Regions from separate parts of the Macaca mulatta genome. Here region 1 is linked to region 2. The links are chromatin contacts, called in public Hi-C maps. All regions are on one chromosome and are shown on one strand. Each heading gives the region's core, a stretch centred on a gene start, on an enhancer-like site or on the middle of the called end of the contact. The rest is flanking DNA. Distances are from core to core; before and after follow the strand shown. Region 1 holds the start of RACK1 (receptor for activated C kinase 1). Region 2 holds the start of TRIM7 (tripartite motif containing 7).

What was found. A called contact is a pair of places that touch in the nucleus more often than the background predicts.
Region 1: a contact with region 2 is called in a Hi-C map of blood, with 1.7 times the contacts expected there. The contact joins the promoter of RACK1 here to the promoter of TRIM7 in region 2. A contact is called at or near these places in 2 of 14 Hi-C or Micro-C datasets (blood and liver).

What each region holds. Positions count from the first base shown.
Region 1 is chr6:190,283,983-190,289,444 of T2T-MMU8v2.0, reverse strand. It overlaps RACK1 (receptor for activated C kinase 1), which reads left to right and starts at 1,818. Exons shown (of 8, transcript XM_001105066.5): 1 at 1,818-2,030; 2 at 3,363-3,534; 3 at 4,011-4,158. The coding sequence starts at 1,922. It overlaps LOC114679149 (small nucleolar RNA SNORD95), which reads left to right and starts at 2,318; the gene lies at 2,318-2,385. LOC114679126 (small nucleolar RNA SNORD96 family) reads left to right here and starts at 3,817; the gene lies at 3,817-3,895.
Region 2 is chr6:190,247,103-190,251,994 of T2T-MMU8v2.0, reverse strand. It overlaps TRIM7 (tripartite motif containing 7), which reads left to right and starts at 2,245. Exons shown (of 7, transcript XM_015141669.3): 1 at 2,245-4,467. The coding sequence starts at 3,946. It overlaps TRNAA-UGC (transfer RNA alanine (anticodon UGC)), which reads right to left and starts at 2,211; the gene lies at 2,140-2,211. It overlaps TRNAK-CUU (transfer RNA lysine (anticodon CUU)), which reads right to left and starts at 1,381; the gene lies at 1,309-1,381.

The DNA.
Region 1 (5,462 bases), core at 569-3,068, 38 kb before region 2:
GACATTGCCAAGGTTCTTCTCCAGGCCTTCAAGGCCGTAGGTTAACTGCGCCCTCCATTTCACTGCTCTGTCCTCAGCCCCTCCACACTCCAGCTCAGTACGTTGGCACTAACTCTTCCCTCCGATTGAAACATTCTTCCCCTACACGACGTCCCTCCACGGAACATTATTCTCCCATATACCCACAGTGCGCTCTCCGTGTATCTGCTCCAATGTTCTCCCCTCTTCGCATACCGCCGGAAGTAAGCTGCAAATAAACCAGAGTCCCCCGTCTGTCTTGTTCACAGCTTTGTCCCCAAAACCTAAAATAAGGCTTGGTACCCAAGAGGTGCTCACTAAGTTTCACAACATTTACTCTGCCAGACGTTGTTCAGGGCGCTTAATTTGCTTCTTTACTTTCCACACCATGTAATGTAGATACTAATGTTATTTCCAATCTCATTTCACAGATGAGAAACAAAAGTTGATAGATGTCACAAATAGAAATGTGACATCTTTATTTTGCATAGATGTTGGTGGCTGCTATCATCCTGATATGTCCTCCTGTTTAAAACTACTTGAAGAGACACGGTGCCCAATACTCTTATAGTCAGATGTGAGAGAATGAGAGTCATTACTTGTTTAAATTCCTGAGGTAGAGTGGAAGGCAGAAGGACAGCTAGGTATCCGTGTTCCACCGCTTCCCTGTCTGGGCACGTCCTTCAGGGTGCAACTGGACCCCCAGACGCCTGGGCTTTTGTGTGCAGTGACTGGGCCCAGAGAGAGCTTTCCAGTGGATGTCCCCAGAAGTCAGAACTTTAAGGTCCTCCTTTGGGCGTTTCCGTTTCTGCGAGAGCTTCCCGTGTTCTGACCTAGGCAGGAATGGATTGGCAGTCTAGCAACACACAGGGCAATTTTCACCTTATTATTTTATTGTATGTATGTATGTATTTATTTGAGTCGGAGTCTCGCTCTACTGCCCAGGCTGGAGTGCAGTGGCGGGATCTCGATTCACTGCAACTTCTGCCTCCCAGGTTCAAGGGATTCTCCTGCCTCAGCCTCCCGAGTAGCTGGGATTACAGGCACCCGCCACCACACCTGGCTAATTTTACTTATTTATTTATTTATTTATTTATTTATTGGAAAGAGGTTGCATCATGTTGGCCAGGCTAGTCTCGAACTCCTGACCTCAAGTGATCCACCCCCTCGGCCTCCCAAAGTGGAATGATTACAGGCACGAGCCACTGCGCCCGGCAAAAAGAGACCAATTTTTAGTACATCCAGAGTAACCCTCTCCTGCCTTAGTCCAGCCTGGACTAAGTCCTTCCGGAGTTGGTGTGCATCAGAACAAAAACCTCTTGAGGGAGGACGGTCCCGCGGAAGCACAGTTTTAAAGTTTATTTTTAAAATTTTAATGCCATACTTTTTTAAATTGCCCATCGTTACCCACGATAGTGAACTGAAAATTAAGCTCTCCTGTGGTTGCCCCGTCAACCCTCCCCGCACCAAGTGGAACAGGCGGAGCTCGAGCTACGCCACATAGGGGCGGGGAAGCCGCCAGGGAGTCCTCATGGGAATGTGCCGTACACTTCACCTCTTTCGCTTCTCGCTCTACATCATCCCTGAGAAGCCTTTTTAAACACTTGAATGTGCTTGTTTCAGAATGTATTTATAAAGCGCTGTCAGATTATGTTGTACGGAAGTGGGGACTGTGATGCCGTGCAATTTCCCTTTGCCTTTTGCATTACATGGCGCCGCCATCTTGAGCAGAAGTGTATCATGGGGCTCGCCATTTTACTTGGTCGAGTGGGTATTTCCGGTTCCGGCAGAGGGCTTCTCTCTTTCACTGCAAGGCGGCGGCGGTAGCGGCTGTGTTGCTCGTTTCTCTGAGCCATCCAGTGCCATCCTCGTCGCTGCAGCGACACACGCGCTCGCCGCCGCCATGACTGAGCAGATGACCCTTCGTGGCACCCTCAAGGGCCACAACGGCTGGGTAACCCAGATCGCTACTACCCCGCAGTTCCCGGACATGATCCTGTCCGCCTCTCGAGGTACGGACTAAGGTAGATTTCAGGACCCGAGATTGCAGGGCTGGGGGATTCCGCGTGGTTCGGGCAGGCCGGTGGCGCGCGCGCTGCCGGGGACTGACAAACTTCTCTGCCTCACTGTGATTTGGGGCGTGCGGACGCGAGCCTAGGCCTCAGCCCGGGCGAACCACATTGCAGATGAGGACCTAGACGTAGAGCGGCTCGTGGCTGTTAGGGTTGGAGAGTTGGAAACTTTTAAAACATCTTCTGCCTTCCCCTTCGTAGTGTGGTCGGGGGCCTACGGGCCGGGCGGGGCGGTGATGACCCCAACATGCCATCTGAGTGTCGGTGCTGAAATCCAGAGGCTGTTTCTGAGCTGCCGCCCGGCCCAAGGCTCGTGGGGAGGCGGGTGGACTCCAGAGGACCTCGTGGCTCAAGTCTCGTCCTACTTTTTCTGCCCCTGGGTCTCCCCTCCCCGTCCCTATCCCTGTGTGCCTGACTGCGTTTGGACACTTGTTGTGCTTCCCCTTTGCTCCTACACTGTTAAGAATTGTGTGACTCTTGAATCATGTCTGGCTGTTAATCGTAAAATTGTTGAGTGGGACAGGTTTCAGTAAAAGCATCCGATCCTGTAGCGCCTAAAGTGGCTTTTCCAGCATTCATTATAACATTTCTGTCGGCCCTCATGGGAGGCATGGGAGGCCCCAGCTACTCTACAGCCACGAACTGCTGTGCATTCGGTTGCAGAGAAGATACGTGGTGGCTGTTGAGTTCGTCTGAGTTTCAGGAAAGGGTGTCTGTAATTTCTGGCACCTAAATTAAGTTCTCAGGATACAGACCGGGCACGGTGGCTCACGGCTATAATCCCAGCACTTTGGGAGGCAGAGGCGGGCGGATCACCTTAGGTCAGGAGTTCGAAACTAGCCTGGCCAATGGTGAAACCCCATCTCTAGTTTAAAAAAAAAAAAAAAGCCAGGCGTGCTGGGGGTGGCCTGTAATTCCAGCTACTAGGGAGGCTGAGGCAGGAGAATTGCTTGAACACGGGAGGTGGAGGTTGCAGTGAGCCGAGATCATGCCATTGCACTCCAGCCTGGGTGACAGAGTGAGACTCCATCTCAAAAAAAAAAAAAAAAAAGAGTTATCACGGTACAGTTTAGCTCTGCGTGCGTTTTTAGTCTGGAATAGAGCCACTCAGTCCTGGCCTGTAACTGCTCTTGTAGTCTGTTGTTCCATCCCTCCTTAAGCATCCTTAGTTGTTAACCCACTCATGACCTTGACACTTAGTGAATTATCCAGTGTGTTAACAAACTGGCTGCGGGTTCCTCACTGGTTTTTCTTCTGTTTGGCCGCTTTTAGATAAGACCATCATCATGTGGAAACTGACCAGGGATGAGACCAACTATGGAATTCCACAGCGTGCTCTGCGGGGTCACTCCCACTTTGTTAGTGATGTGGTTATCTCCTCAGATGGCCAGTTTGCCCTCTCAGGCTCCTGGGATGGAACCCTGCGCCTCTGGGATCTCACAACGCAAGTAGCTGCTCACTTAGCTCTGGGGCCTTGGGAAAAAATCTGGGCAGAAATGTGGTGGATGCAATTGGCTGGTTTCCCAGGGGAGATCCAGTCCATTTGGGAACTGGAAAGCAGACTGCACCTACAGAAGATGTTTGGCCTCCCTCGCTTTGAATTAGTTACTCAGGATTGCTGAGGAGTGTGGTTGAACATATCTACCAGGTGCGACAGTTTTGAGTAGGCAGCAGTTTGAACATGTTTTACCTTGAAAGCTGAGGTGATTGGCAGGTGGAATTAGAGGGTCCTGGTGATGACAGATGACATTGTCAGCCAATCCCCATGTGGGAGTGAGGACATGTCCTGCAATTCTGAAGGGATTCTTTGTCATATATGTGTGAGTAATGCAATGAGACAGAGACAAGGCCCAGGAATCAGTCTGACCCTTGAATGAGAATGTTTGTTAAGTCTGAGAATGACAAAGTCCTCCCTCTTAGGGGCACCACCACGAGGCGATTTGTGGGCCATACCAAGGATGTGCTGAGTGTGGCCTTCTCCTCTGACAACCGGCAGATTGTCTCTGGATCTCGAGATAAAACCATCAAGCTATGGAATACCCTGGGTGTGTGCAAATACACTGTCCAGGTAAAGTGAGGCCATGGTCAGAGAGCACATCTCCAAGGATCTCTCCCACTCTCTTAACCTTTACTTTTTTTTTTTTTTTTTATTTTGAGACAGTCTCACTCTGTCGCCCAGGCTGAAGTGCAGTGGCGCTGTGTCAGCTTACTGCAACCTCTGCCTCCCAGGCTCAGGTGATTCTGGTGCCTCAGTCTCCACAGTAGCTGGTGCTACAGGTGCGCACCACCAGGGTGGTCTCGAACTGAGCTTAGGCAGTCTGCCCGCCTCAGCCTCCCAAAGTGCTGGGATTACAGGCGTGAGCCACCATGGCCTGCATATCTTTACCCTTTTTTTTTTTTTTTTTTTAAAGACAGTTTTGCTCATTGCCCAGGCTGGGGTGCAATGGCGTGACCGCAGCTGACCACAACCTCCGCCTCCCGAGTTCAAGCAATTCTACCTCAGCTTCCCAAGTAGCTGGGATTACAGGCATGTGCCACCACGCCTGGTTTTGTATTTTTAGTAGAGATGGGGTTTCTCCATGTTGGTCAGGCTGGTCTTGAACTCCCAACGTCAGGTGATCTGCCCGCCTCAGCCTCCCAAAGTGCTGGGATTACGGGCGTGAGCCACCGTGCCCGGCTCTCTGCCTTTTTAAAGTCTTGGCTGGGCTCATGCTCTGGTAGGCCAAGGTGGGAGGATTGCTTGAGGACAGGAGAGCAGCCTGGCCAACACAGTGAGACCCCATCCATAAAAATTTTTATTTATTTTGAGATGGAGTCTCACCCTGTTGCCCAGGCTGGAGTGCAGTGTGCGATCTTGGCCCACTGCAACCTCCGCCTCCCAGGTTCATGCCATTCTCTTGCCTCAGCTTCTCGAGTAGCTGGGACTACAGCATGCCCAGCTAATTTTTTTGTATTTTTAGTGGAGACGAGGATTCACCGTGTTAGCCAGGTGGTCTTGATCTCCTCACCTCGTGATCCGCCCACCTTGGCCTCCTAAAGTGCTGGGGTTACAGGCGTGAGCCACCGCACCTGGCCCTTTTTTGAGATGAAGTTTCACTCGTTCATTGCGCTGGCTGGAGTGCAATGGCACAATCGTGGCTCACTGTAAACTTCGCTTCCTGCGTTTAAGCAATGCTCCTGCCTGAGCCTTCCATGTAGCTGGGATTACAGGCACCCACCACCACACCCGGTGAATTTTTGTGTTTTTGGTAGAGACGGTTTCACCATGTTGGCCAAGCTGATGTCAAACTCCTGACCTCAGGTGATCCACTCACCTCGCCCTCCCCAAGTGCTGGGATTACAGGCGTGATCCACTGCGTCCAACCCCCGTCT
Region 2 (4,892 bases), core at 996-3,495:
ACCTCCCCCTCCCGAGTAGCTGGGATTACAGGTGCGCGCCACCACGCCCAGCTAATTTTTGTATTTTTAGTAGAGACGGGATTTCACCATGTTGGCCAGGCTAGTCTCCAACTCCTGACTTCAGGTGATCCGCCCGCCTCGGCCTCCCAGAGTGCTGAGATTACAGCCGTGACCGGTCGAAAGATTTTTTTTTGTTGTGTTGTGTTGTATTTTGTTTTGTTTTGTTTTGTTTGTTTGTTTGTTTGTTTGAGACGGAGTCTCGCTCTGTGGCCCAGGCTGGAGTGCAGTGGCCGGATCTCAGCTCACTGCAAGCTCCGCCTCCCGGGTTCCCGCCATTCTCCTGCCTCAGCCTCCCGAGTAGCTGGGACCACAGGCGCCGCCACCTCGCCCGGCTAGTTTTTTTGTATTTTTGGTAGAGACGAGGTTTCACCGTGTTAGCCAGGATGGTCTCGATCTGCTGACCTCGTGATCCGTCACTCCTCTGCCTCCCAAAGTGCTGGGATTACAGGCCTGAGCCACCGCGCCCGGCCGAAAGATGTTTTTTAAAGCTCATTTTGTGGTGCATGTAGCCTCTGTGGAAAATGGTATACCACTTCCTTAAAAACATAGAGATGCCATATGACCCAGTAATTTCACTTTGTGACGTGTACTCTAAAAAAATAGAAAACCTGAACTCAAACAGATATTCGTACACCCATGTTCATAGCTGCATTATCCACAGTAGCCAAAAGGAGGAAGGAAGCAAGTGTACATTGGCAGATGAATGGATCATGTGGTATATACGTGCAGGGGAATGCTAATCAGCTTTGAAAGGAAGGAAATTTTGACACATGCTACATAAGGATCAATCTTGAAGACATTAAATGAAATAAGACAATTAAAAAAAGAAATATTGTACGATTCATCTTACATGACGTATCTAGAGGAGTCAAATTCATAGACACAAAGTAGAATGGTGGTTGTCAGCGGTTGTGGGCAGAGGGGAATGGAGAGTTAGTGTTGGATGGGTTCAGAGTTTCATCTGGGAAACATGAAAAAGGAGATTGATGCACAACGATTTAAACGTATTTAATGCTACAGAACTGTACAGTTAAAAAGTGGTAAATTTTGTTGGGCATATTTTACCACAGTTTGAAACCCTAATTGTACTGCTAGATAATGGGTAATGAACATGCAGCGCCTACAAGAGTATTTCACACACAGAAGTGAAAGGCTTCAGAGCAGATTATTTTCCTAAGGGTTGGTCGGCTTATAATGTTTTACAGGTATGGCCAGTAATCGTAGATTTAGGAGTAAAACGACCAACTACGCCCAACGTGGGGCTCGAACCCACGACCCTGAGATTAAGAGTCTCATGCTCTACCGACTGAGCTAGCCGGGCGTCCGGTAACTCCGCCTAAAGAATTTTTCATTCTAGATTACATTGGGACCATATTCAACTGTGGGTTTGAACTTGGATTTGTTTGGAGTGTGATAAAACTACTGAAGAGCCTCGGCTCCCGGGAAATTCAAACTCTGCCGTTCCTGCCTGACTGTCCCTCCCACTTACGTCCGTTTTCTGCCCCTTCTACCCTACCAGCGATCAAGCCATTTTCTACCCGCGATGAAGCTCACGGCAAGGAGATGGAAAAACGTGCATCCTGACGCCACTGGAGCTCTCACCGTGTGGATTTTTTTTTTTTTTTTCCCTTTTTTTACAGAGTCCTGCTCTGTCGCCCAGGTTGCAGTGCCGTATCGGAATCTCGGCTCACTGCAACCTCCGCCTCCTGGATTCAAGCAATTCTCCTGCCAAAGGCTCCTGAGTAGCTGGGATTACAGGCGCCTGCCACCACGCCCGGCTACGTAGAGACCGGGTTTCGCCTTGTTGGTCAGGCTGATCTCAAACTGCTGACCTAGTGATTCACCCGCCTCGGCCTCCTAAAGTGCCGGGATTACAGGAATGAGCCACCGCACCCGGTAAAGTACCGTGTGGATTTTTAAAGACAATTAATGGGGCCCAGAGGAGGGCAGGGGCCGCCGCGGTCTTTCTCCACCCCGCAGACTCTACCTTCTGGGTTTTTCCTGGCGCTCTGCGAACACGCTGGATTTCAAAATTTGAAAGGAAAATCGAGAATAAAAATTGGATGTGCAAAAGAACACTGGAGATGCCGGGGATCGAACCCGGGGCCTCATACATGCAAAGCAAGCGCTCTACCACTGAGCTACATCCCCGTCCACGTTTTGAGGCTCTCCCAGATTGCCCCTAGTCGTCGCTTAGCTCAGGGCATCGGGAGCGGATGACAACTGGTGTGCGCTGGGTCTCAGCTGCTGCAAAAACCCGGGATCGCAGGGCCGAGAGTTGTTCCAGGGTCCTCCGCTGACTCCAGACCAGCGGGTCTTGACCAAGAGATTCCAAGAGAGAGGATTAGGCCCGGCTAAGCACCTGGGAGCAGCGGTGGAAAAAGGAGAGAAAATCATCAGGCACGATGCCAAAACTGAACTGTGACCTGAAAAAGAAAAGAAGGGAAAATTGTGCAGGATGCTACGTTTTGTTTTTTAAAACAGGGGGTCGAGGCGATAAAATACGGAATATTTGATTAATGTAATCCAGAATTGTAAAGTTGATTGCTCGGGATGAAGAAAGAACTGGGACACAGGTGAAGGGCCTACTTTTCACCGTGAACTGCGGCTCATCTTTCGAATTCTGAACCACGTTTAATCCGAGAAAACTTTACTGAGCTTGCCAAGAACTGCTCTAAAAACAGGATTCAGCCGTGAACAAACCGGGTACAGTCCGTCTTAAAGCTGACATTCCAGAGGAGATGGAGAGCGGGCACAGAGCCAGCCCGGAGAGGGGAGCGCGCTGAGAGACCACTTTACACAGCGTGCGCGTTCGGGGCGGGCTTCGTGGGCAGAGACGTTTGAAGCAAGACCTGAATGAGGTGGGAAGGAGCATGCAGGTGGTCGGAGAAAAGAGGTCCACGCAAGGGGAACAGCCAGCGCAGAGGCCACGCAGTTCAGGAACAGCAGGAAGGGTCGGGGACACAGCCCTGAGAAGGGAAGTCGGGAAGGGGGGAGGTGAGGCGAGGTCTTCGCCTTTGGGTGAGAATTGCTGGAGTTCCCGGTAACACTGGCAAGCCAGTTTCTGAGGAGGGTGCGGGCGAAAGCCTGATCCAAGCGACCTCCAGAGTGAACAAGGAGAGAGGGTGTGGAAGCGGGTAACACAGGCAGTTCTGCAGAGGGGCTGTGGAGACAGCTGGGGGACAAGAGAGCGCTGAGGTTTGTATGTGGGGGGGTGAAATAATACTGAATAAAATGGGAAAGTATATATGTATTATCTGTTCAAATATTAAGTAAAGAGTAAAGAAGGGAGAGGACGGTCGCAGAAAAGGTAATGGAGTGGATACAAGGCCATGCTTGAGGGTGAGGGGACAGGGCCAGGTTCCAGTCTCTAAATTTAGCTCAGTTCAGGGCCGGGGCGAACCTGCGCTAGGGGAACCTGACACCGTGGCCCGAGCGCCAGGCCCTTGCTCCGAGATGCTGGGTCGGCCTCGGTCGGAAACCGGGAGTGGCTCCCGGCAGGGTTTGTGCGCCCACCTGTCGCGGCCCGTTTCCCGCGGCTGACTGGGTCAGGCTGGGGCGGCCTGGAGAGGCTGAGCGACTGGGGCGACGGGGAGAGGCCGCTGGCCAAGGCGGGGGCTGGTGGAGCGCAGGTCCGGGGCGCGGGGCGCTGTCCCGCGCTTGAATGGCCCAGTGTCTTCGGGCCTGTAGTCAACGTGCGCCTCCCCTCCCGGCTCCCAGCCGGGCGCGCCCTGGGCTCAAGTCTCTGCCTGCCCAGTGGCAGCCCCGCCCTTCCTCTCCCAGTGGGCACTCGGCGGCCAGCTCGGACGTCGGGCTCCGACCCGCGTCCTGTGAGGTCCAGCGGCCGCCCAGGCGCTACCAGATCTGAGAGCGCGGAGAGCGCGCATGGCGGCTGTGGGGCCGCGGACCGGCTCCGGCACCGGGGCCGAGGCTCTAGCGCTGGCGGCAGAGCTGCAGGGCGAGGCGACGTGCTCCATCTGCCTAGAGCTTTTTCGTGAGCCGGTGTCCGTCGAGTGCGGCCACAGCTTCTGCCGCGCCTGCATAGGGCGCTGCTGGGAGCGCCCGGGCGCGGGGATTGTTGGGGCGGTGACCCGCGCGCCGCCCTTCCCACTGCCCTGCCCGCAGTGCCGCGAGCCCGCGCGCCCCAGTCAGCTGCGGCCCAACCGGCAGCTGGCCGCCGTGGCCACGCTCCTTCGGCGCTTCAGCCTGCCCGCGGCCGCCCCGGGAGAGCACGGGTCCCAGGCGCCCTCGGCCGGGGCAGCGGCTGCCCGGTGCGGTCAGCATGGCGAACCATTCAAGCTCTACTGCCAGGACGACGGACGCGCCATCTGCGTGGTGTGCGACCGCGCCCGCGAGCACCGCGAGCACGCCGTGCTGCCGCTGGACGAGGCGGTGCAGGACGCCAAGGTGAGCGCAGCCCGCACCCACCCCTGTGGGTCCCCGGGACCCCCTGCCCTGGTCCCGCGCTCCCGCGCACGCGGTGCAGAGAACAGACTGTCGATCAGGAGGCCCGGGTGAGCCCTCCCTTCTTTCTCCTATTCCAGGAAGCCCAGCACGGGTCCCCCGGCTGAGCGCGGTTCTCTGTCACCCCGAACATCACCAATACCCCCACCCCACCCCCACTGCGTTTCCCTCTGGGCCAGACACTGGGCTGCCTGCGCGACGTCCCCCGCGGACTTGGCGATGTTTTTCCTGTCTGTTCAGAGCCTCTAGCCTGGTCTGCGTCTCCGCAGCTCTGCGCCCGCGGGACGTCTCCGGCACAGCCAGGCAGCCGCTGCCCCCACTCTTATCTCTTTCCCTGAAGCGGGCTCTGCTCAAAGTCCCCACCTCGT